Regions from separate parts of the Mus musculus genome. Here region 1 is linked to region 2. A link is a contact called in public HiChIP or PLAC-seq data. All regions are on one chromosome and are shown on one strand. The core of a region is the stretch at or near the end of the contact, and the rest is flanking DNA. Distances in the headings are between cores, read along the strand shown. Region 1 has its middle 37 kb from the start of Gm16998. Region 2 overlaps Mcm9 (minichromosome maintenance 9 homologous recombination repair factor).

Region 1 (7,493 bases), core at 2,717-5,216, 500 kb before region 2:
TTAGAAACATTACCCCACTGAAAATGCTTTAATAAGCTATATTGCTTCAAGAGTAATTATCAGCTGTTACATCACATCTTTTTGTTTGTTTGTTTGTTTGTTTGTTTGTTTGTTTGTTTGTTTGAGACAGGGTTTCTCTGTGTAGCTCTGGCTGTCCTGGAACTCACTTTGTAGACCAGGCTGGCCTCGAAATCAGAAATCTGCCTGCCTCTGCCTCCTGAGTGCTGGGATTAAAGGCGTGTGCCACCACGCCCGGCTACAGTACATCTATTAATGATGTTGATAGACTTGCATGTTTGACATTCCAAGATCTGAAATATGTGTGGCTAGGAAATATAGCTGTACTTTATAAAGTATGTTCTGATCCTAAAATTCTGTACTTAGAAAATTCTACTTTCAATACCTGCCAGAAGGGAAATTACAAATCATTTTCACAATTGATTCTGTCTTCTGGCTAACAAAATTGAATGCTTTACTAACTCACAATACGAAGAGAATAGGATGTCAGAGTTCTTTCTCCAACTCTAACACAACAGATAATTTTCTAACCATCTTTATTTACTCCTTTTCCATTTATTGAACACCAACCATTCTATCAGTTGCTGTGTTTTTAGTCTCAGGAATCAGAGATAAAGATCTCAGCATCTTAGGTGCTAAAGGGAGGGGATCCCTTTAACTTAAAGGAAAAAGACAATGAGAGCCAAGCACGGGTTTGAAAATAAACTCACAAGCAAAACAACAAAGCAAATATTTTTCTGAGGAGCTATTGGTTGTCCAGGTTGTGGTATGAAGGAGACACAGACTGTGAAGAGAATATACAAAGACACAGAAGGTAAGGACTGGCCCTTCTATCAGCTGAAACTGTTTAAGTGCAGTTTGAGTGAAATCTTCAAGAAATAAATGCCAGATATTGTCAGTGGAGTACAATTATATGAAACTTTTCAAAGTGTCAAATGACTAAGAGTTGGTTTGCTTCCCCCTTTAAGTTCTGTTTTTATATTATGTGTAATGAATGGTTTATCTATATGTATGCATATGCACCACATATGTGCCTAGTGCCCATAGAAATCAGGAGGTATCTGAGCCTCTGGAACTAGAGTTATGGGTAGATCTGAGCTGGGTGATGGTTCTGAGCTGGTGTGGGTGCTGGGAACCAAAGCAAATCCTCTCCAAGAGCGACAAGTGTTCTTAACCACTAAGTCATCCCTCCAGCCTCATGTTGAGGCTTTTATTAAAGACTGTGGAGGACCACTGACAATGTACACTAGAAACTTAGTACCATTCCCTGATAATAAATATTTTAGAAAAATTATGAATTTGTGTGTGTGTGTGTGTGTGTGTGTGTGTGTGTGTGTGTGTGTGTGTGTGTGTATGTGTATGTTTAGGGGTGTGGAGTACACGTATGATGGTTAGCTCTGTCAAATTTGACATTGACATAATCACCTGGGAAGAGTGTCTCCATTGATTGTCTCCCTTGGTTTGGCCTTAGGGTCGTCTTTATTATTTTAATTGAGGTGGGAATACCCCACTGAGTTGGGAATACCCATTGTGGGCAGTACCATTCCCTAGCAAGTGTTCCTGAACTGTATAAAATTGGAGAAAGCTAGCCAAGCACAAGCAATTAAATGAGCATCTTTGCATTTGTTTCTCTCTGCTCTTAACTTTCATTGTGATGTGATAAACTGCCGAAGTTTCTGCCTTGAATTCTCCATGAGACCTAACTGTATGCTTACATTAACTCCTTGCTCCACTAAGTTTCTTTTGATCGTGGTATTTTATCACAGCAACATCAAAGAACCTAAGACAGCATCTGGGATAGGGAACATATATGTTTCTGTGTGCTGTCAAATGTTGAGGCCAGGGATCAGCCATAGGTGTCATTTCTTAAGTGCTCTCGACATTGAGTTTTGAGACAGACCTGGAGTTCACCAAATAGGGAGACTGATTGGTTAACAAGATTTGAGGATCGGCCCTTCTCTGGCTCTCCAGTTCTGGGATTACAACTGTAAATTACCCCACCCAGATTATCTAAATGAGTTCTGGGGATCAAACTCAGGTCTTCACACTTTGAAGACAGGGAGTTAACAAACTAAGCTATCTCTTTGGTCTAAACTGGGATTTTTTTTTAAAGTGAAGAATGTTTTTAGGAGATCAAGTCTAGTTAAAATGGTGATAGAGTGATTGATTCTAATTGAGCCAATGACAAGAGAATGTAATGAACTCAGAAGTTACTAGAGATATAAAGAGTAAAAACCAGGCATTGACTGGACCAAATGGAAAAGGAGAAGAGGAGTTTAGGACTACTGGGTACACTGAACATAAGAGCACACAAGAAATGATCAGGATCAGCAGAGACTCCCATCTTGGGAAGATGGGCATACTATGCCTGAGATACAAGCAAGAACAAAGTCTGGGAGGCACACCTCAGGTTTAAATGGGCGTCTGAGTTACACAGACATGCAGAGCTCACCAGAAGCCATCAAAATAAACAAGTCTAAACACAGGACATTGAACATTGCTAGTAGAGGGCTTAGTACAGACTGCCGATCATTCAGAAAACAGAGGAAGGAGCCAAACAATACTCTGAAAACCACTAAGCTAACTCAGTAGAACGCATTCAATAATAATGTTTCCTAGACACAATGCCATACACAGAGAAGAATGTCCTCAATGGGGAGGGGAAAGCTGAAAACCATATTATTTAGCCAAGGTGACCTTGGTGCTTTGGGGAAAGATTTTACTCTTAAACAACAGGAGTATTACAACTTAGTTTATAGATCTCAGTTCATACTGTAAAAAGAAAGTATGTTAGTTGGGCAAGGTAATGTGTCTCTATAATCCCAGCACTGAGGGAGAGGAATCATATGTTCTAGAATAATCTGGCTTGCATAACCAGATGCTACCTCAAGGAGATAAAGGTAGAAATAGAAAGTGATGAAGTGAGGGAAATTGATGTATAAGAGAGAGACAGAGAGACAGAGACAGAGAGACAGAGACAGAAAGAGCATTCCAATGATGCTTTAAACAAATAAAGACTTCAAGAAAGTGGAAACAAAAACAAAACATGACTGGTCACTTTAAAGTGTGCCAAGAGTGTAGTGGTCTATATTTATAGTCTCTGTTACCTGGGAAGGTAAGCAAGGAAGATCACTTAAGGGTGGGAGCTTGGGCAAAACCAGGACAACAGTATACTCGGTATAATACTGTTATAAAGAAAAGAAAGAAATGACTCTTAGTGAAATGAGGAAAAACTGACAAGACAGCTGAAACACAGTCAAGACAGACTTCAGGTTACATTTTCTGTATAAAGATTAATACTTGAAAGTGTACCCTTGCCAAGCCAATGAAAATTAGTCTGCTGGTTGCTACTAGATCTCTGCAGTTGATTTCTCAAAGAGTGAGATAAATGAGCTGGTGGACTTTAGCAAAGTTAGCTCTATTTTGATGCTTGGCCTGGTCATCTGGGGTCCAGAGGTGAATCTTAGCCCAAAACAATGATCTCTGTAATGTCAATCGAGCAAGTTGTGTGATATAGAGCTTCCTGCACAGATAGCAGTAAGTTAAGAGGATGAAGAAGTGCAGATAAGTGTTGCCTTGAGAGGACTTTAGGTTTAAATTAATTAGGAAAATTGAGTAGTGGGCAGAAAGGGCTGCAGAATGTGGAAGTCTGCAGGGGATTGAGTCAGTCCTCAACATGATCACATGTATTTGGAGGAGGAAGCTGAGAGGACAGATAAAAAGACGATATACAATACTGGTATGCAGAAAAGAATGTGACCAGCAGAACACATACCGGTTACTATTCTGACAGAGAAGCAATGTCTCTACATTTCTCTCACAGAGAGCTATGACCTGGTCTAGACATAACAATCTTAGTAGAAAGGAGCAACTGAGGAAGTAGAAAGCTAGGAAAAGCATCTCCACAGACTGCTCCTCTCTGTGCCTTAAGTGCTAGAAAAAGCCATCTGCTGAGGACATCAGCTTGAGGAAGAAGGCTAAAGGTCAGAAATAGTTCAACATATGCATGCAAGTGCTTAGAGGAGGAAATAATGTCATAGATTAAAAACTTAAGTCAAAATAAGAAAGCTAAAGCAATGCTTAGAAGTGTTTTTATTTCCAAACTTCAGTTTCCTCACTGCACTGTCAAAATCCACCAGTATTAAAATATTCTAAGCAATCAGACTAAGCATTCATTTAGACAAATGGCAGCACTGTTTTATCAAGGATGGGAAACTGTTGTCCCTACAGGACTCCATTGTAAAGTCTTTTACCATACGTTGTAGCATTTTCCAAGACAATGGGGTTCATTTCAAATATTAAAGGTGGGAGACATTCCCAAGACTGTAAACAGAAAAACTATATATTGAGTTTTTATACTTAAGGCATTACAATATTACCATGATACCCAAGTCCTTGGCAAAGACCTCCATTATGGCATACTTTCATCTGTTATGTTGTAATTTAATCTTTTATTTCCTTTAATTCTTTTTGATTGATTTTTTGTTATATAAAGGGAAAGAGTAAAACAAAAGGCATAATAATTTAAATACAGCAGTATTGTACACTGGATTGAAGATACATACAACTGAGGTGATCTCAGTATGCTACATGGTGAGATGGTTTTTAAGGGAAATAATGACTTGTGTTGCCTCTGTGTCTGTTTTGGGGTTACTAAGGAACCAATTCTTCAGTGAAAAGAATTATCTAAATCTGAAGAAAAAAGCTTTGGGTGAAACTCTCCCAATAATTCATTGAGTATACAATCCAATAATCTGTAGATTACCTTTGCCTACCCCTCAAAATATGAGGCTGGACATCTCATCCAGAGATAAATTTGCTCAATGTTTTTTATGTTTCATCCCTTAAATCACATATGGCTACTTTAACTGATAAAAGATTAGTTACCCAGAGTAATACTGGGTCAACAAATAGAGGCAGGTCAAATAGACCTTCTGTTAAGGATAGAGTCTTTGAGATCAGTGGTTTCTCTTCAAAGTACTTCTGCAACTGGGCATTTTCAAGCTTGAGTACAAACCATTTTTTCTTTTACAACTGTCAAGAATTAGTCACAGGAAAATATTTCTAAACATTTAACCTAATATCTTTTTATAATGTTTAGAAGAACTGTACTAGATTCATGAACAGAAAGCCTACACATACAATCTCCTAATTACAGTGTAGTCCCTGGTAATAGAAAAAGAGCCAGTAATTGTAAAATGGGCAGTGTGCTGGTGAACTTCACCATCTGAAAACTAATGCACATTTTAAGCAAAATATTTAGTTACACCTAAAACTCCCCTTCACTTCCATTGCTTTTGTATTTATAAATGCAGTACATTTTTTAAATGAACTTTTTTCTTGAAACTTTAAAAGTGAGAGTGAAAGCAGAATGGGGAATGTATTTATATCATACTTTCTTACGGTGCCTGAATAGCTGTGCTGCTGTGACATGGGCACTAGCTGTGTGCCCTTTAATAAAAATGGACTGTTCTTCATGGTTACAGACCTATTGTAATCACAGGCTGGTTACACTCTCAGCACAGTAACGATGTCGTGAAACATTGGACAAGCATTCAGGGAAGAGTTAACCAGCTTAAGGGATAAAGTAGGGGAATATGTCACAGAGGAAAACAAAGAGGCTCAAGGAAAGATGAGTAATAGTAAGTTTTTAAATTAAAATTCAACTTTGTTTTCTCCCTCCCTCTGTCCTCTCTCTCTCTCTCTCTCTCTCTCTCTCTCTCTCTCTCTACATACATACATACATACATACATACATACATATATATATATATATATATATATATATATATATATATATATACACACACACACACACACACACACACACACACACACACAAACACAAACACATATGTCACGGCACTCTTGTGGAAGTCAAAGGACAACCTTGGCTTCCATTTTGGGTTTTGGGGGTTTTTTTTTGTTTTGTTTTGGTTTTGGTTTTTTTTTTTTGTTTGTTTGTTTCTTTTTTTTTTTTTGAGATAGGGTTTCTCTGTGTAGTCCTGGATGTACTGAAACTCACTTTGTAGACCAGGCTGGCCTCGTACTCAGAAATCCACCTGCCTCTGCCTCCTGAGTGCTGGGATTAAAGGCGTGCGCCACCACGCCCGGCTCACATTTTGTTTTTGTTTTTGTTTTTTTTTTTTTAATTCCTTTTTATTTATTTATTTTTTAATTAGGTATTTTCTTCATTTACATTTCTTATTTTTTATTAGGTATTTTCCTCGTTTACATTTTCAATGCTATCCCAAAGGTCCCCCATACCCACCCCCACAATCCCCTATCCACCCACACCCCTTTTTGGCCCTGGCGTTCCCCTGTACTGGGGCATATAAAGTTTGCAAGTCCAGTGGGCCTCTCTTTGCAGTGATGGCCCTGCAAAAGGCCATCTTTTGATACATATGCAGCTAAAGACAAGAGCTCCCGGGTACTGGTTAGTTAATATTGTTGTTCCACCTATAGGGTTGCAGTTCCCTTTAGCTCCTTGGGTAATTTCTCTAGATCCTCCATTGGGGGCCGTGTGACCCATCCAATAGCTGACTGTGATCATCCACTTCTGTGTTTGCTAGGCCCCGGAATAGTCTCACAAGAGAGAGCTATATCTAGGTCCTTTCAGCAAAATCTTGCTAGTGTATGCAATGGTGTCAGCATTTGGAAGCTGATTATGGGATGGATCCCTGCATGTGGCAATCACTAGATGGTCCATCCTTTCGTCACAGCTCCAAATTTTGTCTCTGTAACTCCTTTTATGGGTGTTTTGTTCCCATTTCTAAGAAAGGGTAAAGTGTCCACACTTTGGTCTTCATTCTTCTTGAATTTCATGCGTTTGGCAAGTTGTATCTTATATCTTGGGTATCCTAAGTTTCTGGGCTAATATCCACTTATCAGTGAGTACATATTGTGCGAGTTCCTTTGTGATTGGGTTACCTCACTCAGGATGATACCCTCCAGGTCCATCCATTTGCCTAGGAATTTCATAAATTCATTTTTTAATAGCTGAGTAGTATTCCATTGTGTAAATGTACCACATTTTCTGTATCCATTCCTCTGTTGAGGGGCATCTGGGTTCTTTCCAGCTTCTGGCTATTATAAACAAGGCTGCTATGAACACAGTGGAGCATGTGTCCTTCTTAACGGTTGGGACATCTTCTGGATACATTTTGTTTTTTAAAAGGGCCTCTTTGTCAGATACAAGTACCAGGCTAGCTGGGCTGCAAGCTTCTTTACCTAAAACTGTCTCCCATCTTGCCATGAGAATACTAGATTGCATACATGTGCTACAGCATCTGGCTTTGCTTGGGTTTTGGTGATCTGAACATGGATCCTCATGCTTATGCAATGGATCTTCACCTCTTCAGCCTAGAACTAAACATTTATTGTGTGGTCTAAATCACCAAACTAAGCAGGCATCATATAGTATTTATTTCTAATTGTTGAGTTATAGTAAAAAATACAATCCGTACCACTAGCAC
Region 2 (7,235 bases), core at 2,759-5,258:
ATACCAACAGCTAGTGTTAGTGAAGTCTGAAGCTGGTATTAGTCATAGTTTTTAATGAAAATTCCTTAAGACTTATCATAATCAAACTATATTATAATACGAGAAATGGAAGCAGTTTCGAGTGCCCCGTGTTTGGGATCTTTAGCATCTAGTGAAGCACACCCCTTTTCTTATCTTTCGCTTGCTAGGTGCAAAGGCTGTCTGTTGGAAGTATCCCACGGTCTATGAAAGTTATTCTGGAAGATGACCTAGTTGACAGTTGCAAATCTGGTAAGCAATTACCTTTTAGTTTTTGAGATGGCAGTTCTGTGTTACTCTGGTTAGTTTTGAACTCTTGGGTCTGTGTGGTCCTCAACTCCTCCCCCTCCTACCACCTACCTCCACCCCAGCAGTTGGGGCTATAGATGGGTGCTACTGTATGTAGCCAGCAAGAGTAAACTTTTGGTAGTAGGAGGGTCTGAATAGTCATTATTTATTTTTATGTCCCACAAAGTTACTGACAAGGGACGGAGGGCATTAAGTGGTCACCTTGTGAAGAGTTAGGCTTAGAGAGAGAGGAAGGAAGAGCTAAGCTGGGGCTTAGAAGTCTCCTGCTGCTCACATTGTCCCTTCTGACAAGGAACTAGACTTACCTAACCCCATGTAAAGAACTAAGCAGCAGGACTGGAGCATAGACCCAGATCACTGAGTTCTGACCCACGCCTCTCTTCAGTCAGGCATCATGCTTAACAGGGCCATCTCAAAAGGGTTGCGGTGGATTGGGCAGTCAAAGGACTCAGATGGGACTGTCAAGTGTGACTAAAAACTTAGTGATACCTAAGCAAAAGGCATCATTGTTTCTCTCAGCTGTGTGCTGATGACACCCGAGTGTCACAGGTTTTGAAAAAGAATATTCTCAGTAGAGAACAGTGTTTCCATGTAGTGATTGAACCTGAATTATGTCTACACTGAAATCTTAAGCCGTATTTCTTTCAGCTGTCATTCATAATAAAGGACAGGTAAAAGCAGTATGTTAACAGATCTTTGCCCCATTACCCATAGCTGTAAACCTAAGAAATCAAAAGGCAGAATTCACACTCCTCAGAGCAATGAAGTGGATTGCCGTGCTAACAACTGTGATAAAGATCAAAGGGATGGATCTGACTGGGGATATCTGCAGGACTCCAGATGCTGGGGAAGGGAAAGGGGCAGAGAGTGGACTGTTTAAGTGGAAGAACTGTAGCTTTACCAATAGTGTACATATTAACTGTAGGAAAATACACAGCTTTTAAGTGAATGTTCTGTTTCTGTAAACTTCAAAGTTACAATGATCACATAAATCTGCCATTCAAAAAGTACTTGCACATATGAAACCATTTGTGTATTTGGGGTTTTTTGGTTTTTGGGTGGGGGGAATTGTTTTTGTTTATTTGTTTGTTTTTGTTTTTCGAGACAGGGTTTCTCTGTAAAGCCCTGGCTGTCCTGGAACTCACTCTATAGACCAGGCTGGCCTCGAACTCAGAAATCCGCCTGCCTTTGCCTCCCAAGTGCTGGGATTAAAGGCGTGGGCCACCACTGCCCAGCTTGTAGTTTAAGTGTTTTTAAATGTTCTACAAATGCAAGGTAATTTTAGTATAATAATAGGTAACACTAAGTTGAGATTCCATTAATTTATATGTGTACATACATATACATATATATGTATATATACATACACATACATATATATGATCTAATTTTCATTATAGTATCATGACTGATACTATAATTTGCCCAAGAATGGTGGCAAGAAGATTTACACCCATTCCTAATGAGATTGTTATTCTTGGCCATTCTTCCATACTCTGTTTTCTATATAATCACTGTTTATAGAAATTGATTTCTACTATATTGAAAGTTATGGCCCTCATTTAATGAATATTGAAAGAACCTCAGTATAATCTATTAGAGTGAAGATAATAAGGGGGTGTTTCAAGTAAGTATGTATTGAAACTTATTCCAGTTATTTTTATCTAAAACTTTTAAGAGGGAATACAGTAAAATGACATTATTCTAGATTGACCTTGCAAGGTGTATGAAAATTCTTGGAAACACATATGTAAAACACTGTGTAGCCCTGGCTGTCCTGGAACTCACTTTGTAGACCAGGCAGGCCTCGAACTCAGAAATCCTCTTGCCTCTGCCTTCTGAGTGCTGGGATCAAAGGTGTGCGCTACCACGCCCTGCTCTGGATATCACATTCTTAAATACATGTTAAATAACACGCTGTATTGTATATGGTAAATCACAGGCATCAGGGGTTAGTAAATGTGCCTAGAAGCTACCTAGGGTCTCCTATGAGAACATCACATAGAAGTGTGGTCATCTGCCTCCCAGGAATAGGTTTTCCTCAGGTGGGAAGGAATAACTAAGGAACAAGTTGGTTCTTACTGGTAGATAAGAACAAGGCAAATATATTTTTAAGGCAGTGATCTTTAACCTTTTTAATGTTGTAAAACTTTAAAGTTATATTAAAATAAACCATCTTTCAAAGAGTAAAAACATAGAACAATATTGTAAACTATTTGCCAAGACAGTACAGAAGTAAAACATAAAAATATGGGCTGGAGAAATGGCTCAGCAGTTAAGACTGCTCTTCCAGGGTCCTGAGTTCAATTCCCAGCAACCGTATGGTGGCTCACAACCATCTGAAATGAGATGCAATGCCCTCTTCTGCTGGGTCTGAAGGGAGTGACAGTGTACTTATATACATTAAGTAAATCTTAAAAATATTTATATATAAAAATTTTATTTCAATTCAAAAGTATCATGTGGAGACCTGCTTCCCTGGTCTGATCATGTCACATGTTGCTGCCCTTAAGCAAGATGGTGGTGGAGCCATATTCCAAAGTCAAGATGGTGACCCCTCACAGGCACAGTGAGCAATTTAAAATGAGCCTGCTGGTCGTTCACCATCACTGTTGCAATCACATGGAGTTGGCAGCTGATGCTGGGGCCAGGGCCACACAAGGACAGGAGGGAGATGGGAGTGGGCGGTGAGAGAGGGTGAGGCTTCACTGTACCTGGATCCCTGTGCTCAGTGGGAAGGGAGTGTTTCCAAAGTGGACACAGGGCGTTCAGACCAATTTGAATAAATTTTTGCTTTAGATCCTGTGGCACCCATTTTCCCAGCATTTGCTGGAGATGCTAACACTATGGAATTGGCATCCCAATTGATAGTCTGTGACCTAATGGTTTATGGGGTGGGGAGTGTAATAAGACATCTCTGTATCAAAGGTTACTCCCACGAACAAAGACCTGTTCTTTGATTGGGTGGGGCTAACACTGGCACAGCCACAAATCAGCAGAGAGCACAGAGGGTCCTGGATCCTAAGAGGCTATCTCACGGAGTTCGAAGAAATGATGTATCTGGCAGAAAGGTGAGGGAAGAGAACAAGACTCCACGTGGCCAGGAAAGACCTAGGCCATTGGGCTGGGGACTCAATCCTCTCGGGTTCAGCACCATCTGACAAGTTATTTATCCACTGGTGAATGAGCCAGTTCAAGCCAGATTCTATCAAAGGAAGGGTTATCGGGAAGCTGCTCTCCGGCCAGTTTACTCTCCACAAGGATTGAGGACAGGGGAGTTGCCACTGGGGAAAGGGGAGTCAAGAAAGGGTGCATGCGCACAGAGAGAAGAGACCAAAATGTCTGGATTGTATAGAAAGAGCCTCTGGGGGGGAGGCAGTCCAGCTTCTGGGCTGGAAAGTTCAGAGTTGAGGGCAGGATATATCAGGTAGGGGCTGAGGGATGCTAGAATTGGGATGCCAGGTCTGCACCTCAGTCCCTTGACCTGGGGCCTGAAACCAGTTATTTTATGCTTTGAAGTAGAATCAATATGTACTGATCTATTCCTTCATTGAAAAAAGCAGGAGACTGAGTAAAATATTAATAAAGTAAAAAAACACATAAGAAACATGCCAGACAGCACTAGGCTGTCTACTTTCCTGATTCCAAGCTAATGTGGTTTCAGTTTCTGGTTGACTAGTTTCTCAGAGATTGAACATGTTGTCCGACATAACAATGATAAGTAAATTATCTAGTGCACTATTCCCAGTAAAGGGCATTGTGTGTTTATTATGTAGCACATTTTGTTGTTGTAAAATGCTGACTTTGACTTTATGTGTTCAGAAACAATTTATTGTTTTAGGGGCTGAGAATCTGGGTTGTGTTTTAACCTAAAATTGGTCGTTGCTTTTTGAATGAACAGATGTCCTTGGAAACAGGAAGTTATGGGCAGCTTATTTCTAATTTCTGGTCTTTTGCCAAGTGCTTCAATGCCATCTCACTGTGCATGATCTTCCTGCTGGACTCACGTGGGTGCTTTCCTTAGGAGATGACCTCACCATCTATGGGGTTGTAATGCAACGGTGGAAACCCTTTCAGCGAGATGTACGCTGTGAAGTTGAGATTGTCTTGAAAGCCAACTATGTCCAAGTGAATAATGAGCAATCCTCGGGGATGGTCATGGATGAGGACACTCGAAAAGAATTTGAAGACTTCTGGGAACACTATAAGAGTGACCCCTTTGCAGGTTGGTGATGAAGGGCCTAAGGCTCATCAGAATTGACTACATTCAACTCAGTAGTTAAATGGGATATGACTTACGTAGGTGATGTGTAGCTTTGTTAACGGTTATCATTTAGTCAGTATCTTCAAGTCTGTTTCTGGCATTGAGATTTTGTTATTTCTTGTGTGTGTGTGCATGTGAAAGCCAGAGGTCAATCTTATGTTATTCTTCAAGAGCCATCACGTGTTTTCTTGCCCCTGCCCCCAAGTTACAGAAATAAGTTGTCTGACTTGGACAGAAGGCTAGACTCACCGGTCAGTGAGGCCTAGTGATCACTTGTCTCGTCTCCCCTGCACTGGGATTACAAGCATGTGTGAGCATGCCTAGCTTTTCATGTGGGTGCTGGGGACTAAACACACGTCCGTCCTCATGCTTTTATACATTAAGTACATAGTTTTCTACCATACTTCCAAATAAAGGCCGTGTTAGCTGAGGATTTAAAATAGGGAAAGACTGATGGACAGAAAACGTTTGTCGTTGTAGCATAACATTGTGAGCTTTCGATGTATTACATAAGATAACACACCACAGCCTTGAGTTTAGAAAGTATTATTTTTTATTGAAAAAAAGCCCCACATATATAAAACATGAATTAAATTTTGTTTTCATTCTTCTTTGAATGTTTCAAAAAAAATAAACTTATATCTCCATTCTAATGTATATTATTTTATTCTCAAGTCACAAGCCAAACTAGACACTTATTTTACAAAGTAAAGCTTCCACTCATCTATAGGACAGTTTGCTTTTATTTTGTGGGATTTTCTTTTAAATCTTCCACGTACAATACATACGTAGAATTCTCTGATCTTCCTTTTATGTAATCAGTATAAAAAGGAGCCCAAAGTTCTCTAAGCTATGGCTTTACATAGCAATTACTTTTAAAATCATCCATTTTTCAGTGTAGTTTTTAACTGAACTGTTGTTAGGTTCAGGTCGGGTTCATTCCTTATCCATTACAGTGCCACAGCTCATCTGCCTTCATTACACCGCACTCTGCCCTGGATATTCCCAAGTCCCTGTGCTGATGACTGAAGATCTGTCCTGTAATTAGGAAGTTGTAGCTATGCAACTCATTTGTCAGATAAAGAATGAATTACATAAAATAACCTTATAAGTTAGGAAGACACTGTGAAATTCAGGCAACATTTCTTAGTATGAATGAACTCCCCTCTTATGGTCGTAGATACTGGTTGGGATATTGTATATTTGACCATTTTGAAGTTGTATGTGCATCTTGCTGGAGTGGAGAAGAGAAGCTGAATCCAAAGGGCGTCTCTCTATTGCAGGCAGTGTTGCTTCTCTTGGGGTTTGATTTGTCTCCTGAAACTGGAGACTGATGGGACCCCAAGCATAGTACTTGGGTCTGCTGGATCATTTGAACTCATACTGTGCTGATTTGATTATCTTATACCAGAAAGGTTTTCTGCAAGGTAACGGTAAAGAGGAATCTTGGCCACAGACACTATAAGAACATAGTCTGAAACTAGAAATTTGGAAGGGATTGAATGCATCATGTTCCATTACAAAGCCATGGAGAAGGGAGAGAGACAGTAAAGCAGAAAAGTAGAGGCTCTTGCTCAAGATAAGCACTGGGACGTGTGTCTAGGCTAGATTCTGACCCTGTGCCCTTTACCACTGGAGTGTGGCTTCTGCCAGCATGTGATAGATAGTTCTGGCTCACCTTACATACTCTTAAACTTGGTTCTTAGGTCCATTCTGTTTTTAATGTGTAACCCTTGGATTTTAATCAGAATCTCAAGTCTTCTTGGCTTAGAGCCCTGACCTCTTTTCTCTCAGCTTTCTGTCTAGAAAAGGAGAGTCCTTCTACTAGTAACACACCTTCAACATTTTCTACATCATCCTTCTGGTTTCCTTTTAATCAAGGGGTTTGCTATTCCTGCTGTTCTAGGGCTCATCACCATCAGGTACTTGCCACTGAGTCATTGTTGAGCCACTACAGGATAGGAAGTAGCTCAGTTGTTGGTTCTATTTCCCAAACTAAAAGATTGACTCATTAAAAATAGTCTTTGTACATAAAGCATGGACAGGCTCAGGGAAAACTCACTAGAATCTTGTTAACTGATGAGACCAGTGAATGGATGAAATGCTTTCTTTATGAATACACTAAAATGATTCCCAAATTTGTTGCTTTTATTTAAAACACACAATTGGACTTCAAGAACTTCACCTGGGATTATTGGAGTTCTATTTTGCAGTGATCTTAATGTACTGATACCACAGTAACTTATTCCAAAAAACAACCAATTTCTCAATCAAGAACACATGCCAAGTCAACTTGCAAGGTGAATTAATTTTACTTCTTTCAGAAGCTCCGCAAGCCCCAGCTCACCTCTATAGAAGACACTAGTTATTACAGTGCCTCATTTCTGAGGCTATTTTTCTTTACCTAAGTAGTGGGGTGATAGTGACATTTCCAGAAAACGAGGCTGCATTGTGTTAAGGAATAGTGCTGGCTTGATAGCTACAAGTTGAAAGAGAAAAAGAAGCCCCCCTTTTTTATTCAGCATGACAAATTTATAGAAACTGAAAAGATTCTAAATTTGAAACCTAAACAGGATCAGTGCAGCACGGTGGCATAGACCTGTAGTCCCAACACTTGGGAGACTGGTACAGGATTGAAACCACC

The links. HiChIP or PLAC-seq counts read pairs in DNA pulled down with a chosen protein or histone mark.
Region 1: an H3K4me3 HiChIP or PLAC-seq map of bone marrow-derived macrophages shows a contact between it and region 2, with 5 times the contacts expected there. The contact joins two enhancer-like sites. A contact is called at or near these places in 2 of 39 promoter capture datasets (the C10 cell line and pre-B cells), 1 of 115 datasets of contacts at active chromatin or transcription factors (bone marrow-derived macrophages) and 1 of 9 other capture datasets (liver).

Annotation. Positions count from the first base shown.
Region 1 is chr10:54,109,069-54,116,561 of GRCm38.p6, reverse strand. No RefSeq gene overlaps it. Among named protein-coding and RNA genes, the nearest start is that of Gm16998, 37 kb to the right of the region's middle. Within about 2 kb of position 3,966, at least 11 of the 459 cell types and tissues checked have an H3K27ac peak or open chromatin away from gene starts, as enhancers often do. A contact at or near this core is called in bone marrow-derived macrophages, where this site is marked.
Region 2 is chr10:53,613,169-53,620,403 of GRCm38.p6, reverse strand. It overlaps Mcm9 (minichromosome maintenance 9 homologous recombination repair factor), which reads left to right. Exons shown (of 13, transcript NM_027830.3): 4 at 189-270; 5 at 4,352-4,552. Among named protein-coding and RNA genes, the nearest start is that of Mcm9, 13 kb to the left of the region's middle. Within about 2 kb of position 4,008, at least 53 of the 459 cell types and tissues checked have an H3K27ac peak or open chromatin away from gene starts, as enhancers often do. A contact at or near this core is called in bone marrow-derived macrophages, where this site is marked.